Regions from separate parts of the Oryctolagus cuniculus genome. Here region 1 is linked to region 2. Evidence: chromatin contacts called from public Hi-C data. All regions are on one chromosome and are shown on one strand. Each heading gives the region's core, a stretch centred on a gene start, on an enhancer-like site or on the middle of the called end of the contact. The rest is flanking DNA. Distances are from core to core; before and after follow the strand shown. Region 1 has its middle 110 kb from the start of TMEM63B. Region 2 overlaps LOC127493036 (a long non-coding RNA gene).

Region 1 (2,798 bases), core at 200-2,699, 59 kb before region 2:
GCACGTGCTTCTGGGGACCCCTCTGGTACCCCTTTCCTCCTCCTGAGGTTCAGTCCGTGCCTCGGGCCTGCACCACATGTTCGGCTGGGAGGGCAGCTGTTTCTCTGCCTTCTGACTGGAGCTCCCTGAGGGCAGGTCCCTGGGCCTCTCCCTTCAGACTGGGGCTCCCTGAGGGTGGGGCTGTGTCTCCTCCCTCAGACTGGACTCCCTGAGAATAGGCCTGTGTCTCCTTCCTCAGACTGGGCTCCCTGAGGATGGGGCTGTTTCCCCTCTCGGACTGGGGCTCCTTGAAGATGGGACTCTGTCTCCCCCCTCAGACTGGGCTCCCTGAGGACAGGGCTATGTCTCCCCTCTAAGACTGGGGATCCCTGAGGATGGGGCTCTGTCTCCCCCATCAGACCTGGGCTCCCTGAGGGCGGGGCTATGCCTCCCCCCTCAGACTGGGGCTCCCTGAGTGTGGGGCTGTGCCTCCCCCTCAGACTGGGGCTCCCTGAGGATGGGGCTGTGCCTCCCCCCTCAGACCGGGGCTCCCTGAGATGCCGACTTCTCTCCTGGGACAGGATGTCTGTACCCCCTCCCCCTGTGCCTCCTCCCAGCACCCAGCATTCCTCCCAGGACACCGTTTGTCACACGTTGATTAATGAAGCGCACTAAGAATAACTCGGTCCTGTAGGCAGGGCGGGTGGGGGAGGGAGGAGGCTGTGCTGGATTGGGCAATGAGTTCATTCAGCAGCATGGCGTGAGGGCAGCTGGCCAGAGCCAAGGAGGTGTCCCCAGCACCCCCAACACTCTGGCCTCCTCCTCTGCACCCTTCCCACCCGAGCATGGACCCACGCTCCCTGTGCCCCCTCCCCCAGTGGCAGGGAGACTGCAGGTCAGGGCCCCAGCCCTCCTCCCTGCCCCACTCTGCCCCTTCCCACCCCAAAATCTCAAGCCTGCAGTTAAGAAGAGCCCAACCTTTCTAGGGCCACTCATCTCCCAGGAATGTCACAGGGGGCCCTCGGGAGTGGGGAGCCTGTGACCTTAACCCACTTCTCTGACAGTGCCTCCCTGGCACCGCCCCACCGGCCACCTGCTGCGAGGCGACATTGCAGCCGGGTCTTGGCAAAAACAGCAGCCTAGGAGCCCAGCAGCCTGCGATGGTCCCAGCTCACAGCTCCCAGCTCTGCCGGTGACACCAGTGTGACTTTGAGAAGCCATTTGTTCCTCTGGGCCTCAGTTTCCCCAAATGCAAAATGAGTTTGGTTTTCCTGTTTTCTTTTGTAAAATAATGAATCCTGCTGTCTAAATAGTTGCTTAGCTGGCACCTGTGATTTCTGGGCTACAGAGAGCAGATCTGGGGTACTATGGTGAAAATAGGGGTGCATGCAGGTGCACCCATGTGTGCACACACATTGGTGCCAGGGCACTGCGGAGCCCAGTCCACAAACCTCCCACCCCAATGCCCCTTTGTGGGCACACCTTCTTTGGCCCTGGCAGGGCTGGGAGCTCCCGCATGAGAGGCTGAGTGAGGACCACTGAGACCTGGAAGGTGGTGTCCAAAGCCACCCCTACGCTGCCCCCCTCAACCCCGCACCCAAGCCAGAGGTCAAGTAGGTAGGACTAAAGCTGAGCCCCCTCAGCAGGGGTTGGGAAGCCCCGGGACAATGACAGTGTCCCTCGTCTGTGGGGAGGAGGCAGGAGGTGGCGGGACCCCCTGGGAGCTTTTCTCTGGGGTCCCCCTCACAAGCCTTGGACAAGGACACAGTGGCAGCGGGGGAGCTGGGCTGGGCAGCAGGGCCCCCACGGTGGCTGAGGGGTGGGCAGTGGAGGGAGGGAAGACACAGGAAACCCGTATGTGGCTCAGCCTGGAAATGTGAGGAGTCGGTAGCCATGGGGAATGCAGGCGGGAGGGGCCCAGAGCCGTGGTGACAGAAAAGCCAGAGTTAGGGGAGGAGCAGGTGCGGCCCGAGGAAGAAAGTGGCAGCGGGCAGAGGCGGACCTGGGCCTGGAGTCCCAGCTCAGGGCAGTGAAGTAGGGGACAGCAGAGCCCCGCCCCGCCCCTCCCTGCCTGCAGATGGGCTGGCTCAGGGGTGCTCACAGGGGCTGTGCTCAGCCAGAGGCCTGCCCCCTCCCCTGCAGAGGTCCCCGGGAGCTGTATCTGGGGACCCAGCAGAGGCCCCTGCTCCCAACGCCCCTCAGGGAGCTCTGACAGGACATCCAACGCGGCCAGGGCTAGGGCGCGCCTTGCCACCCTCTGTCCCACACCCACACTCACTGGTGTTGTTCCCAGGGGGCCCCTAGAGCCTTCCCAGCCCTGGCCCTGTGTGCGAGGCACAGCTCTGGGCCCTGAGGACACAGCAAGAAAAAAGCAGCCAATGTCTCCTCCCTGGTGGCTCTCACATTCTAGGGAGGGGAGAATCGGTCACCAGGATCCCCTGGCAGTAAAGACAGTACCTGTGGCAAGCAGGGCTGTGTCAGCCGGGACCACCAGAAAGAGCTCTGTGACAGTGACTTCCCAGTGGAAACCCAGCCAGCCAGCCACCTTGGCCTTGGGGGTCGAGAGGACTCCAAAGCTGCACAGTATTTTTAAACAGCAAAGAGCATGCACAGGGCGTCACAGGGCAGGCACCTGCTGCGTGCCTGCACACACACCTCCCCCCCACCACAGCACTCCCCAAGCTTGCCACATGGAGCAGTGTGGGGCCCTCACAGCCGCAAGGTGGGGAGTCCATCGGGTCACTGTGTCCTCCGTGTCACAAGGCATTTGAGGGTTAGCCTCTGATGGCACTATAATAAATCCCACATGGGCCCTGCCG
Region 2 (2,700 bases), core at 159-2,658:
GGAAGTGTGTAACAGCCACTGGCAAAGCCTCCCAGGATCTCTCTTTTTAAGGTTTCGGATATTAACGTCTGGAACGCTGATGTGAAACGGCTCATTCTCAGATGATGACATAAAGATGACATAGTACTGCTCTCTCTGCAGTTTACTCAGAACCCACCTCCACATTCCAAGGAGCTGCCAGCACTCAGGTCTTTATCCTCCCCATCGGGGAAAGGGAGCGCAGGCAAAAGTCCCAGCCGTCAACCACCCCAAGCACAATAAAAAAAAAAAAAAAAAAAAAAAAACCTACTCCTTACTGAGCTTCTGCCTCTGACGTGGAAGGCGCTGGAAGGTGCAGTATGGGCAAATTGTATTTCAGTCCTCAACAGCCCCACCAGGCCAACACTACACTCCCCATTAGTGGGGAACCTGAGGCTCAGAGAGGTTAGACAACCGAGTAAGTTCAAATTAGCATGTGACAATGAGCTCTCAGCCACCTGCACACACGCATGCGTATGCACACGCACACTGCCGACCACCGTCTCCCTGCACACACAGCAGAGTGCAGTAAGGGGCCAGCCTGGGCCACCTGAGGAAGGAGGGGACAGCGCCCAGGCCACGCACCTGCTGGCCCCAGAGGTCAGGGATTCGGGGCCAGGGAGGGGGGGAGGCAGCGGATGGGTGCCCTGGAACTCAGGAGGTACTCCCAAGATGAGGATACTGCCTCCCAGCACCCAGCACAGCCTCCCTACCCTCCGTGAGAAAGCCAGGACAAGGATTCTGCGTTCACCATGCCACACTTTTACCAGGGGTGCGGGCAGAGCTGAGTCCAGTCCTGGACATTCCAGGGAGTAGGAGCTATGCAGGTGACACCCAGAAAGAGGAGGTGACAGGGAAAGGCACAGCCTTGGGAGTGCCCCATCCCAGCATGTCCTTGAAGGGGCTTTATGGGGGTGTCCCTGAACTGAAGTCCAGGGCGGGAGGGGGTGAAGGCCCTCGGGCTGAGATCCTAGGACAAAGGTAGGCCTCTAGGGTCATTAAGCTAATCCACCAGGGGTCAGCGATTTCAGCCGCACCTGGCTAACTGCAGGGCTGAGGAGGGCGAGCCGGGCACCTCACGCCAGCAGCCGGGCAGGAAAGGGGCGTGGGGCGGGAGTGGGACATGAAAGCAGGCCCGGGGCAGAGGTATGATCCGCTGCCAAGTCGGACACACAGCGCGGGGAGCCGGGACGAGGGGCGCGCACGGCCTGGGCTGAGAGCATCCCCCAAGCCCGGCGCTCGGAGGAACCACGCGCTCCAGGGCTCGGCGCGCGCGCGCTCGGGGCCGGCGCCGCACGCGCACGCGCGCCGGCCGTCGCTCCCCCGCCCGCGCGGCTCCGGCTCCCGCGCGCGCGCACTCGAGGCCTCCCTTGTGCGTCTCCTCCATTCGCTACGTGCAGAATGGTCCGTCGGCAGCAGCTGCAGCGCCGGGTGGGAGGGGGAGGAGGAGGGGAGGGGGAGGTGGCGCGCCGGCCTGGGGGAGGGGCCGCGGCGGGCCGGGCGAGAGAGGGGTGGGGAAGTGGGGCCGGGCCCCCGGAATGGGGGGGGCAGGGGGAGAGTCTGGGTGGGCTCGACACTCAACACGCCCCCCCTCCTCGTCCCCGCGTCCTCACCAACGCGCCGTTCTGCAAGGCCATGGCGGTCATTCCCCTGCTCCCTGCCCCGGCGTCCTGGAACCCAGCCGACCGAGAGGGACTTTCCCCGTGTTGTCCCCTCCCCAGAATCCAGACCCAAGAAAGAATCACTTGTGTTGTCCCCTCGCCCCCCTTCCCCACCCAGCCACATTCCCAAGCTTTTGTACGGGATGACCCAACAGCCAGCCCTTCCCCACTCCCCTTCCACGGGCTGCGGGGTCCCCACGGGGTGCTGCAGTCTCACTCCCCTTCTCTCAGCACCCCCGCCCCGCGCCCCGGGAGGAAGAGGAGCGGGCAGGACGAACCCCGAACCCCGGAACACTTTTCCCAGCGTTCTCCATGCACCCTGCACCACAGCCACACTAGTGGGTGGCCCAGAGGGGCAGGCTGCTGCCGGGGTCCCCAGTGCCGCGTCGCAGGGGACGTCGGGAGGGCTAGACTGGCATTCCGAGGCTGTACCCACACTCCTGTTTGGAAAGAGCTCCCCGGGAATGCAACGGTGAGGGACCACCAGGGGCTGGGTCTCAGCTTAACCTTGAAGGTCCCCAACAGACCAGCTTCCTGTCCTGCGGGGAATCCAGATGTGGCCCAGATGTCCACAGCTGTCCCCTCCCAACGGGTGGGACACCAGCTCTTCCATGCCGCCCCTCCCAGCCCTTCTTCCAGGGTCAGCGGAGGAAAGCCTGTGACCTCCAGTGCCCCTTCCCCATCCGGGCTGCCGGGAGGGGGCTACTCCCTCATCCTCCTCTTCCTGCCCAGGTTCACCTCCAAGGCTGCCTCTGAAGTGCAGCCTGCGGTGTAACCCCTAGGCCTCTGCTGACAGGTGAAGTCCAGGGCACCAAGAGGGAAGGCGTCTTGGGTCGGTTTCATTACACACAGTCACCAACCCACGATCGGGGCAGATTCTCCGGTCCCCCCCCCCCCCCCCATGGCCTCGCTCTGTCGGCGGCGCCCTCTGCTGGCACATGGAGAAGTATGGAAAAGAACAGAGCCGTGCCTGCGCGCTCAGGGAGAGTCTGGGGAAAAGAACAAGCCCAGATCCAGTGAA

The links. Hi-C and Micro-C count contacts between places; a contact is called where the count stands out from the background.
Region 1: a contact with region 2 is called in a Hi-C map of an unstated tissue, with 2.6 times the contacts expected there. The contact joins two enhancer-like sites. A contact is called at or near these places in 4 of 6 Hi-C or Micro-C datasets (ear pinna, psoas muscle, skin fibroblasts and 1 more).

Annotation. Positions count from the first base shown.
Region 1 is chr5:126,093,637-126,096,434 of mOryCun1.1, reverse strand. No RefSeq gene overlaps it. Among named protein-coding and RNA genes, the nearest start is that of TMEM63B, 110 kb to the right of the region's middle. Within about 2 kb of position 1,449, at least 2 of the 8 cell types and tissues checked have an H3K27ac peak or open chromatin away from gene starts, as enhancers often do.
Region 2 is chr5:126,034,724-126,037,423 of mOryCun1.1, reverse strand. It overlaps LOC127493036 (a long non-coding RNA gene), which reads left to right. Exons shown (of 3, transcript XR_011389016.1): 3 at 1-284. Among named protein-coding and RNA genes, the nearest start is that of TMEM63B, 54 kb to the right of the region's middle. Within about 2 kb of position 1,408, at least 2 of the 8 cell types and tissues checked have an H3K27ac peak or open chromatin away from gene starts, as enhancers often do.